4 separate regions of the Drosophila melanogaster genome follow, and all the other regions are linked to region 1. The links are chromatin contacts, called in public Hi-C and targeted proximity ligation maps. All regions are on one chromosome and are shown on one strand. The core of a region is the stretch at or near the end of the contact, and the rest is flanking DNA. Distances in the headings are between cores, read along the strand shown.

Region 1 (2,958 bases), core at 167-2,666:
CTACGGTACAGAAAATACAAAAATGCCGTCGCAAAGCCAAACAAAAAAGGCACTGCACAAGCGAAAGAGACAGAAGGAGGGAAAGAGAAAGATAGGGAATGCGAGAAATGAAATGCTGATGCGAAGATTTAATAAATGAAATTGGTGTGTGATTAAAAACACAAAAACCAAACGAAATCCATCTAATCAACTTTTGCTGCCGCCTCACTTTTCCTCTACTTTCTCCTCCTCCTTTTCCACCGACCCGTTTCTCCTTTTGTCCTTTCTCCCAGCTGCTATCTCTTTCCTTCCTTCCCGGCGACGTCGACTGCGAGAGCGGCAGAGGGGTGAAAAGAGGGTTGCGAAGTTGGGGAGGGGTGGCACAATACTGGGGGTGGGTGGTCTTAAGTTTGCAACGCCTTCTTGAGGGAAATTCCCGACCAAAGATCCTTGGATTTTTCTAACCTTACGAAATTGTACATAAATAACGGTTAAAATTAATAAATAATTTTTACAATATGTTACTTATTCCACTTAAACATTTATGTTTAATTAAAAAATTTTGAATTTTCAACATGTTTCAAAAAATGTCTTTTTATGTACCATAAAAGATCGGAAAATTCATTCTACCTGTTATATACTTCTTAACAAATCTAGTATACCCTCTTACGAAACGAGTTAAATAGTAAAATTTCCCAGTTTCTTATTCCCCTTTTGGGATTTTCTCTCTTCTCAGGCTCCACCCCTACATATGAGCAGAAAATGGCTCTGAAATGCCTATACATACACATATTTACATACATGACGGCCAGTTGCTATGACATTCTACATCTTACATGCATAATAAATCTGAAATGTAACGTACAACGTAAGTTAGAAATCACTAAAATGAAAAATGGCGCTGTATTAGTTCCAAAAACAAACACCATTTGTCGTAAACGGATAGGCGTTGTGTGCTGTTAGTTCCAAAAGTATACGAGAAAAGTTGAATAAATCATGGCGCAGAGTTAATCCTGCATTGGCAATTTATAATACTAGATTAATTTAAGACCGATCTTGACCAACTTCAATGATGATTTCATTCGGAATGATTATTAAAATCAAACTGATACATCATCTCTGAGAGAACTAGCAGGGAAAATATTATAAATTCTACTACTCTACTAAATCTACTCCTTTCACATAGTATATTTACGTTAACAAACAAAGTACACTTTTATTAATATGAATATTTTGTTATTTGATTAAAGTAATTAATTTGTAGAAAGGATTGAGCATAATATTGTTTTAAATTTTTTTTTTCTATCTCAACGCTAATTCATAACATTGCATCAGAAGAGAAAATAATTTTTTAAAAATTAAGAGAAAAAATGCTAATGTGCTCTTTATTTCATAATATTCGAGTAGTGGTAGCGAGTAAGTTGTTTGTTTCATTTTCAGTCTGTTGGAATTTCTCGTGCTGTGCGGTTGTCATTTGTCGCGATCGTGCTTGGAATTGACTTTAGCGGCATTTTTATAAGAATCAATGCAACGCGTGGTTTTCCTGCAAATTTTGGCACAAGTTCTTAATAAAAGAAAAAAAATATATATATATATGGCATTGGCGTTTATCAGAATAATCCACATCGCCATTTAGTTCGGTGGTTTTTCATCGACTTGTGCTTGTGTGTGCGTGCCACTTGGTTAGTTGTTGCTGCTTTCGCTAGTCGTACGATCTAGCATTTGTGCTCAATTCTGAATTCTAAAATAAAACAACAACTAGCGTTTTCCATATGTGCAACTATTTGCCTTAAAAAGCAATTAAAGCAAAGGCAGTGGTTAAAGTTGACTAAATATTAGTAAAACGTGAATTGTGAATGCAGTTTTGGTGCATTAAGCGAAGAGAGTGGAAGAGAGAGCGGCTCTCTTTTAGTTTGTGATTTCAAAGTGGAAAATTATTAATTCAAATGCAGTCTGCAATTAATTTCATGGAAAATCACTTGTTAGCTGCTCGTTCGCTCTGTCTCTTTCGCACTTCAGCTGACGAATTTTCCGTGCTAAACTTGACACTTTTCAGTCCATCATTCCAACTAATTCTTTGACTGCAGTTTTGCGTCGCATTTCCTTTCTACGCCGATCTGCCTCTTTGCCTTTCTTTTCTCTGATATATTTCAACAGAAGCTCAGTTGTTGTTGTAACTACTCCTCCTCCTTTTTGTTACTTGCTGCTTGTTTTTGTTGCTCGTCATGTACAATTTTTTCCAATTTGTGCGCCTTTTCATATTTTATTCTGCCGCGCTGTTTTTCTGTTTTCTGTTTCTGTCTCGCCGCCGCTACTATTTTTAGCAACAAGTATGGCTGATGTTGTTGTTGCTGCCGCTCAAGTTAACTACGCTACGCTGGCAGAAACAACAACAAGTCAAACTATGCGGAGCGAGAGAGAGTGAACTGAAAACAAAAAGAGTGAGCGATAAAATCCGCGAGAAAGAGTACAGTGGGGCTCGACTTAAATTATCATATTAAGCCAGATCACAAGTATTAACAAATCGAATGTTCTTAAATCCAATAAGCGTTAATCAGCAATGTTGATCAAAAGTTTTAAAATTATTTAATCGATATCAGTGAACTATTGAATACTATTGGTAAAAGCTCAGTCTTGTTTGCATCTTCAAGTGGGGGTCCCACTGTATTCGACTCAGGTGATAACAATAACAGCGACGAGTGAGAGAACTCTCTCTCACTCTCTCTCCTTCATTTCATTTCCCAATCTTTCGTGTTCGTGTTCTGTGGCTAATAGCATTTAAATTTTAATGCCCAATTTCATAGAAACGCAACGCAAGTGGAAAGACTCGAGAAAACAAAAGTGCAGGCCGTCTAAATTGATGGCGAAGTTTCGTGTGCCGCCTGCATTTCATTTATAAATATATTTTCGGCCTTAATTCTGTGCTTCCTGTGAATTAACGAGGAAACTGAAGAGTGCGCGAGCGAGACAGCCGATCAC
Region 2 (2,746 bases), core at 52-2,551, 180 kb after region 1:
CTGCCAAGGTTGAATTGCCGATAAAGAAAGTAATTTGGCACTGAATTTCTCAAACATAAATTAAAATTTATAATTGTAAATTGGCAGCTACTGAATCCCAATGGAAGGTGTGGTTCTCTTTTAAATAATGTGTGCCTTTTTTTTATTGCATTTTACTTAAGATCTACGATTTTACAAGGTAACGGGGTCAATATGACCGAGAGAACAAACAAGGTGGAAGAACTAAGAACTTAGCATCTAGTTAATGGGTACACTAAGCTTATAAGATCGGTTTTAGTGGGTGCATCTAAGAACTAGTTGGATTTGGCAGTTGCTGCATGGCGGTGTACACGCCACACCCCCTACAGATCCAGTTGGAACTGTTCCTGGTCCTCAATCTTCAGCGACTTGGTCTGCTTGATCAGTTCCGTGGGGACGGGCACGCACTTGCGGAAGGGAGTACGCGGAGTTCCCCTCAGCAAGCAACTGGGCACGTTGGACGGCGGAGTTTGGCTCAATGGGGAGCCACGGAGATTCTTCATGAAAGCCCGCTCGTAGATAAGTTTGGTGCCTGGAATTATAGGAAAGCGGAAATTTTTATTAGTCAAGGTGGTCTGCGTTGCATCAGAAAGGTATTCAAAGTTCCCCACTGATAAGCCAGCTGAGTAAACGCTTCTTTGCCGCGCTACTCTGAGTCACGAACTGTGGAACATGTGCTCGGGATTATCTTCCAACTGACTGACTCGGCGAGATGGCCCAGTTTCATCAGCCAAAAAATGGTGAGTGAGTTTTACAAAAATAATGTATCACAACTCAAACAAAAGCTTGTTTGTTGTTTGAGCAAAGGAAAGAAACGGTATACTTGTTTATGTTTTCGAAATATGTTGATTAATTTCATCTTGATATCATATCTAATGATAAGAAAATCACTCCACTTTCCGGAAGGAACTTAATAATACTCGATGTAGTCTCAGCTTCCAATTTTCGAAACTTACCTCCAGGAGTGGTGGAGTAGAGGGTTCCGCCGGGCGTCGAGGAGTACACCTCGGGCATCTGGATCGGATCCGAGATGACAACCTTCCTGGTGATCATGGGCAGGGCCTGGGTGATGGCTTGACGGGCGGTGGGTGAAGCGGACATCTTAGCTGATTGATTGGATTGGTTTCGAAAACTTTCCGCTGGACGTGTAAGCACACTCGATATGGCTGCGACAATTTGATTGTTTACACAAACTGCGTTGTTTGTATTTCGTTGCTTGTATCAGCTATAGAGCTTGTGTGGCTGCTATGTGTTCACCGTTGGCTGTTCGCTAGGCGATTGCTGGCGGTATTACGAAGTGTGGCTCTATTTATACCCCCCCATTCTTACTCTCTCTCGCTCTCTTCTCGCTCTTTCGCCTGCTCTCTCGCCTGATTATTCTGCTTGGTCGGCTGATGTTTTTTGTTTTTATCTGGTGTATTTTCTGCGTAGTTTATGACAAACCGGCTGGTTCTTGTTGTTATTGCCGTATTCTAATATATTCCCCTATTGTTCTTATTTTTGTTGCAGCCTGCACACCTCGGAGGTTCTAGATGATAAGGGGTGTAGCGATGGTGGGGGGCTGTCTTGAGGGGCTTCTCGCCTTGAGCTCTTGTTTATCTTTGGTCATTTGTTATTGTTTAATGCACGGCAATATTATTGGTAAACAAGTTAGCCAACAGCACTAAACGCCAATCGCATTCTTTTCTAAAAACCAAGTCTATTGTCGATCTTGCTAGGGAAATGATGATGACTCAGGTGCAATTGGGATCTTATCTATGGCTGTCTGGGAGTCAAGAGGTGTTCCGCAGAATTTCGTGAAGTACTGCCGCTCTCTCCATGGGGCCATTATTTTGCACTCGTTTTCGCGAAATACCATTAATTAGCATAAAGACACGTCGCCGGCAATCGTGACGTAGGCTATGAGTGCCTTCTATGCATGTGCGAACTCGCGGAGCATAGCAATTTGAGCAACGATATTGCAGGTTTTTATGGGCTAAAAGATACCCAGCATTTCACTTTTTTTCAGGCGGAAAGTGTTCATTATTATCTGGCACGAGCCGTTTTGAAATAATTATCACGAAAAGATACACGTCTTACATAACTTACTTGCTTTATTTACTTAGATATGCAATTTTAGCGTGATTTCTATATTTAGGAGTGCACAATCCAAAAGTACGCTTAGCTCATATCAAAATTTAACTTGACTGATATGAAACATACATATTTAATATCTTTTCTTTGGCACATTGACTTCTTAGCCGTTTAATATTAGCGCACATATCTAAAGAAATACATATATCATATCACCAAATTTGGTGATCGAACCCTTATTAGTTCCCAAGTTCTTTGAGGTGGAATATCTTGTTTGGAATCAAACTAATATGCCCCACTGATCGCAGCAAGCATAGGGTGGATCCAAGCAGCGGCACGAGCGGTTTTAGCTATGCGGGGGCGATGTTGACGATATTTAATCGTTGGACGCATGTAAATAGTGCTACAGGAACTTTTGCCTACGTTGGCGCCCACGATTCGACGTAATTCGGATATTGGCCACGGGCCATTCCGAGGGATATGGGGTTGACAAAAGGTGGCCACGTGTGTTGATCTGCGGCGATCATGATCTCGATGTGGGACAGGGGATGGCGCCCACCTAGAAATCTGCACAAGGTCGATACTTAAGCGTGCTAATATTTATGATGGCTAAATGGGGAAGCTTGACAGACCTTGAAAGTAGATTTCCATGTGA
Region 3 (2,700 bases), core at 119-2,618, 150 kb before region 1:
ATCGCTGCGTGCTTTTGTACATGCGCGCTCAACTCGTGCCTCCAACATCGGTGGACAGATGCCGAACGAAAGTATAAGTTTAAGTAGCATTAAGTCATTATGACTTTTTTTTTTGCACACCTTTGTTAGGTTTGGTTTATACATAATGCAGACAGAAGATCAAGATCAGCTGACAACGGAACGTTTAAAAATGTAATCGGATTTTTCAGATAACATTCCATACAATTTAACATACAATTTTGTCGCGCACCTTGGTACTTATAGACGAAAGAAGAAGCAGCTGGAGCGGGCAAGTTCCTATTCCAATGACTATATGCCTATATATTCATGTCTATGAGTAGTAACGTGTGGCAGCAAAAAGAAGAGGCAAGTAAATGAAGAGAAGTAAACGAAGGGGAGGTGAAGAAATACGGCAAAAAAGTTGCAACGATGATATGGGAAATTGTTTGGAGCTCGCTTTTCGACACCGAATGTGGAAAACATGGGGAAAACATGACATGGAAAACTACGCACGAACTGGTTTTTCGGCTGCTCGAGGCAGTTTTCTCAATTTATTGTTTCTTACAAACGTCATGTAACTTTATTCCACATTTGTTTAATTTGTTTCAACTAATATATGATAAGTGTGGAAAGCCGAAAGCACAATAAATTATTAAATTATACCTGTTCAAAAAGGATACAAAATAAATACAAACATTTAGATTTTACGGTTAGATTTCTTACATTCGTTTCATGAGGAAAATGTGATTTTCGCCTTGTGCACACACATGTTTAATAAGCTATTATTCCTTCTAAGTTTTGCCACTATATTTGCAAACTCCCTCGTGAGCTTTTCAATTTGCTTTCAATTTTACGCGGAAAATTTTACTACGAGTCTACGTGCCCACACACACTTGCACACATCAGCTGTCTCGCTCCTCCGCAAGAACAAGTACTTTTGTTCCATTCATACCACACACACACAGCAAGAGTGTATTTTTCTCTCTTTCTCTGTCTCTGTTTCGTTTACTGGAGAGAGCGTCTGACGTAGGTGGGTGGTGGGTGGAGGGGAGGTAGTCGTGGTGCAGCCTTCAGCTTGAGTTCTAAATTTAGCACTTGCAACTTCAGCAGGACCCTCTTTCTCTCACCTCACACACACGCACGTACACATATTGCCACAGTCACCGTTAGTCGAAAACTTACTTGATTCGCTCGCTCTCTCTCGCGTATCTCCGTCTCCCTCTATAGATGTTGGTTTTCCTTTTGTTTGATCACAAAATTGTGTATTTTATTAGGAAATTAAATTTATTAGATTTTTTCGGTTGTGGAATTGCAGGAAAACCAGCGGAAAAACGGACCAACGGCGGCGAGTGAAAAACGATGAATGGCGCTTACTACAGAAATTAAACAGCACGCGACGCGTTCTTTGGAGAGTTGACCAACTAAACAAGCGCTCAAAAAGAAACGAAGAGCGAGCACGCGTGCTCTGTGCCAGCAGTGTTGCCAACTTGGGCTTTTTCTAGCATTAATACGAAATGCATAATTTCTATTGTCAACCGTATTCATTACCATTGCTTTTTAGGAAATTGATGTGTGTGTGAACAGCTCATATTATTAGATATCAAGATTTTGACATCTAGATACTATGTTAGATATATAAGAATACGAATACTATTTAGGTTTTTCAATTTCTATAGAACTTGTCGCTCAGAGCTGGCAACACTCTCCAGCAACAACAGTTTTCTTTTTTTTGCGCGTGCCTTGCATAAAGAGCTTACCCAATGAACATTTTTTAAGAAAAAACTATTAAGTTCTCAATGCCCAATTTAAATTGAGACACATCACTTTGAATCTAATATGATCGAAATTTCATACCTTTTAATTATATCGCTGTTGATTGGTACTTAACAAGAGCAATGCAATTAAGAGATTGCAATAAGTAAGGTGTAAATAAATTATAAATTATTTTAATCAGAGATGGCAGATAACTGTTATCATGTAAAATTATTTCTACAGTTCTGAGTTTTACATTTATCGCAGACTCGAACCGTTAATATTTGTTCCATGGAAAATCAATTGTTGGGCGCACATTAAATTTGAATTTAACTGTTGAAACTGACCTAAATAATTACTTATTACTATATACTAAGATAGGGGAAACCCATGTATTAGGTGCTTTTTTTTTTATATAAAAACGACCCGATTTTAATGATTTCTTTTTTAATTTTGTTTTATTTTTCTGTGTATGTACAACAACTTAGAACTAATTCGTTTCGGCAATAGTTAATGGTAGACTTAAAGTTAATGGATGGAATGATTTAAGTTTACCACAAAAAAAAACAACGGGCGGGCGTGTTCGTCTCTCTTGGTCTCTCTCAATCGTAATCTCGATTTTAAAAAGTATACTATAATTTTTAAGGGCAAACTAAAAGCTACGAAGCTGTGGTGGTTGTTATCCTAAACGAAACTGACAAAATAATAATTGTAATTGTAGGTAAGCTAAAGAAAAGAAAAATCAAAGTATTCTGTTTCATCCAAAACGCTAAGCTTACAAACGAATACTAAATACAAGTAGCAGCTCTTACTCTATAAATAAAATACAAATTTGTCCTAGTATTTAGTCAGTTCCGTAAAGGGTTAATGTGTAAAGTGAGTGTTAAATTAGAGTATGGATTTGATGACGGCACTTCACATGGCCGTTTCCAGGGGCTGACTGTGACT
Region 4 (2,958 bases), core at 210-2,709, 210 kb before region 1:
GGCTACCTTGGGTGTGGAGCTGTTGGGCGGCGTTCCACGGATGATGATGCGCTGCGCGCCTACCTTAGAGCCACCGCCTCCTCCTCCTAAGTTGGCCACCTTCTCCGGCGTCAGCCGTTTGCGCGGCGAGGGCGGTGATCTTTGCTTTTGACCAGGCGGCGAGTAGCGAGCCGAGACGGAATCGGATGCTGTGGCTCCAGCCGCGGATCCTCCGCCGGCCGAGCTGCGATGCTGCGGGGTGCTGGACTGGACGATTCTGCCATGATTTCGATTCGGGGCGGCCAGGTGCGGCTGCAGGTGGTGCGATGAGGCGGGCACGTGATTGTGATGGGCCAGCTTCTTGCACATGACCATCTTGTCCTTGTACAGCTCCACCTCCTCCAGCCACGATTCGTGGAAGTCGAGTATCTCGATGCCCTTGCCGCTGCGCTGGTGTCCCTGATTGTGATGATTCTGCTGGTTCTGCCGTCCCGTCAGGCTGTGGTTCTCCTTGGCGGCAGTACCAGATCGGGCCGACGTTGTCCTCTTCTCGGTCATCTGAGCCATATTGAGTTCACAAGTAATTTGGATAACTGCAAGTGATTAAAACAGGTATAAAAACAGGATTTATTTCATTGAATATTTGTCGTTTGGAATTATTATTTGGAAATGTTTCAATTTTCACTTTAAGATTCCGCTATTTTTTAAACAATGATTCGGTTAGTTGAAAGCACTGTTTTTCTTCTATTTAAGAAACTCTTATTTTATTGAACGAACACCTGCAATGCTGTTGACTGCACCTGCTCCGAATTCCCCAAAAATAGGGAGAACTATTTCGGTCTCGTGCTGGTCGAATTCGAAAATTGGGTTTTCGAATGGGTTCAAGGTGGCTGATTTTGTCTTTATTTTAATTGACGGTGGTTCAGGTTATTACTTCACCACTCGGGCGGTATTTGTGTGCGCGGCGGCGTGTCAATGGATGGCTATTTTCGAAAACTCATGGCACAGCCAAGATCATCCAAGGAAAATAGAAAAACAAAAACAAAAGAGAGCGAGAAAAATACAGAATGCGGGGCACACTTCGTTCATCGATTGCAAATCGATCAATAGCAACGAGATGCGTGCCAAAAAAAGAGGAGCAGACAAAAATAAACAAGACTTTCGCCTTCAATGAACACGCACTGCAATATTCAAAAACTTCAATTGGCGCGCAGATCGCGCTATCGTTATCGTTCTTGTTGTTGTTTCCGACAGCCGGCTTTTGCTGCACTTGTGTTAGTGGGTGTGTGTGCGTGCAAGGGTGGGTGCGTGTGCAGACTTACCGTAATACTTTTTTTTACATACGCACAACAAATTTAGTTTAATTACACAAACAAACCGAGAACTATAAGACAGCTATCGACTCGAGTACTCGATTTGAAAAGTATTCCATATGTACATGTCCCACTCGGGATTTTTGTTTGTGTTTCAAGCAGGGATGGGAAAAATTTACGAGCCAGGTCTCGATACCAATCGATAATATTTGAAAAAAGAATATTTTCATCGTAACAAGTCACAGGTCGGAGTTTGTAAATATCGATATTGTTATTTTATTTATTATCTGTTGGCAACGCTGTTTCTTGGCGGACAATTTAAATATAATCAAAAACAATGTGTCATTCCAAAAATGGGATTTACATTGCCAGTAAATTTTGTTTCCGATTAAAAACTCTTATTATCCAGGAATTCCATATATTATACTAGATATTTAAATCTTATGAAATAACAATTCTTTTAAGTAACTAAATTCAAAGTTTCGGTCGAAACAAAATATTTATTTTACAAAAACAGTTTCAAAGCGTATGTGTTCAATAAATAACAATATAAAATTCCATAAAAATCTTAAAAATAATAGTCAGCTATTAAGGTAAATACATAATATAAATCTATTATTTATTTAAGCAAATGTATACCACAACATAAATAATGCTGCTAATGGGAGTGATTAATTAGAAGGCAATAAAATAAAGTTAAGAAGTTCATGCGCGGCTCCTGGAGATTAACTGGCCATCAAACAGTTTGACATAAATCAGGCATCTGGTCGGCGGTCGCTCTACCTAAATTACGAAAGAACTAAAATCGAACAAAAAAGGAGACCTACATGAGCGTAACGAATACTGTGATCAAATGCCGCAGTTGGGCCAATGATGAAGCCATCAACGTTTCAGTTTATATACACCTCCTTTGCCAGGCGAACGAGCGGCCCTTATTGATTTTGATGGCTGCGCAGCAGTACAAAGTGATTTATCGCAGATCCTGCGGCAAATGGGGAAGAAACACACACAACGAGGAGCGCATCCACAAGATACGAATCCGGGTCCGAAAACGTCGATAAGTTGTGGCGGCCTTTAAACGGCCCTCGAGGCGACTTCATCGCCATCATCGTTACCGCCTACAAGACGTCAACACTCAGTGGTCAGAAGACAAGCGAAGGAAAAGGAGACTGCACTGCGAAAAAATTGGTGGTAGGAAAATAAGCAGAATTTAATTAAATACTTACTACCTATAATTATTTGTTTGCTCTGTTCATAAGATGGGCTTAAATCTAAATAGAGAATCGTAATAAATTTTCGTAATATTTTTGTTCTTAAGAAAACGATTCTTTTCGACCAGTGTATACATACACAATGGGATGTGAGACTCGAGAAGAATGTCTGCACTGCGCCGCTGATGAACTTATCTACATCTCGGGACATTAACGTGTTTGTTGTTTTGGGCCTGTGTGTTTTGTCATTGGTCGGTCTTCGTTGCCAGGACCCGATACAGTGGCACTTTCGATGGCCCGATCAGATCGCAGATATGGCCCAAATGCACTTGTGTGGGCCATTTCCAAAGAGCCCACAGCAAGTAGCTTACACGGAAAGAAAACAAATACTTTGTGCAAATCAGAGAGGAGATTAGGTAAGATTATCTATTTAAGCAAAAATATGATGTGGAAAA

Evidence for each region. Hi-C and Micro-C count contacts between places; a contact is called where the count stands out from the background.
Region 2: a Hi-C map of the Kc167 cell line shows a contact between it and region 1, with 2.2 times the contacts expected there. A contact is called at or near these places in 13 of 107 Hi-C or Micro-C datasets (the Clone 8 cell line, the Kc167 cell line, the S2 cell line and 3 more) and 2 of 7 datasets of targeted methods (both in the Kc167 cell line).
Region 3: a contact with region 1 is called in a targeted proximity ligation map of the Kc167 cell line, with 4 times the contacts expected there. A contact is called at or near these places in 6 of 107 Hi-C or Micro-C datasets (the Clone 8 cell line, the Kc167 cell line, the S2 cell line and 1 more) and 1 of 7 datasets of targeted methods (the Kc167 cell line).
Region 4: a contact with region 1 is called in a targeted proximity ligation map of the Kc167 cell line, with 3 times the contacts expected there. A contact is called at or near these places in 1 of 107 Hi-C or Micro-C datasets (the S2 cell line) and 1 of 7 datasets of targeted methods (the Kc167 cell line).

Annotation. Positions count from the first base shown.
Region 1 is chr2L:3,655,411-3,658,368 of dm6, reverse strand. It overlaps for (foraging), which reads left to right and starts at 1,416. Exons shown (of 10, transcript NM_205904.2): 1 at 1,416-1,647; 2 at 2,784-2,958.
Region 2 is chr2L:3,476,989-3,479,734 of dm6, reverse strand. Thor (thor,) reads right to left here and starts at 1,301. Exons shown (of 2, transcript NM_057947.4): 1 at 975-1,301; 2 at 123-550. The coding sequence starts at 1,119. The coding sequence ends at 342. It overlaps lncRNA:CR43928 (long non-coding RNA:CR43928), which reads right to left. Exons shown (of 2, transcript NR_124049.1): 1 at 2,724-2,746; 2 at 2,087-2,658.
Region 3 is chr2L:3,802,213-3,804,912 of dm6, reverse strand. Reph (Regulator of eph expression) reads right to left here and starts at 1,368. Exons shown (of 4, transcript NM_143795.4): 1 at 1,183-1,368. bark (bark beetle) reads right to left here. Exons shown (of 12, transcript NM_134964.4): 12 at 2,187-2,700. The coding sequence ends at 2,668.
Region 4 is chr2L:3,861,169-3,864,126 of dm6, reverse strand. It overlaps TTLL4B (Tubulin tyrosine ligase-like 4B), which reads right to left and starts at 1,459. Exons shown (of 8, transcript NM_164562.2): 1 at 1,302-1,459; 2 at 1-572. The coding sequence starts at 546. lncRNA:CR44078 (long non-coding RNA:CR44078) reads left to right here and starts at 2,030. Exons shown (of 2, transcript NR_073715.1): 1 at 2,030-2,483; 2 at 2,611-2,722.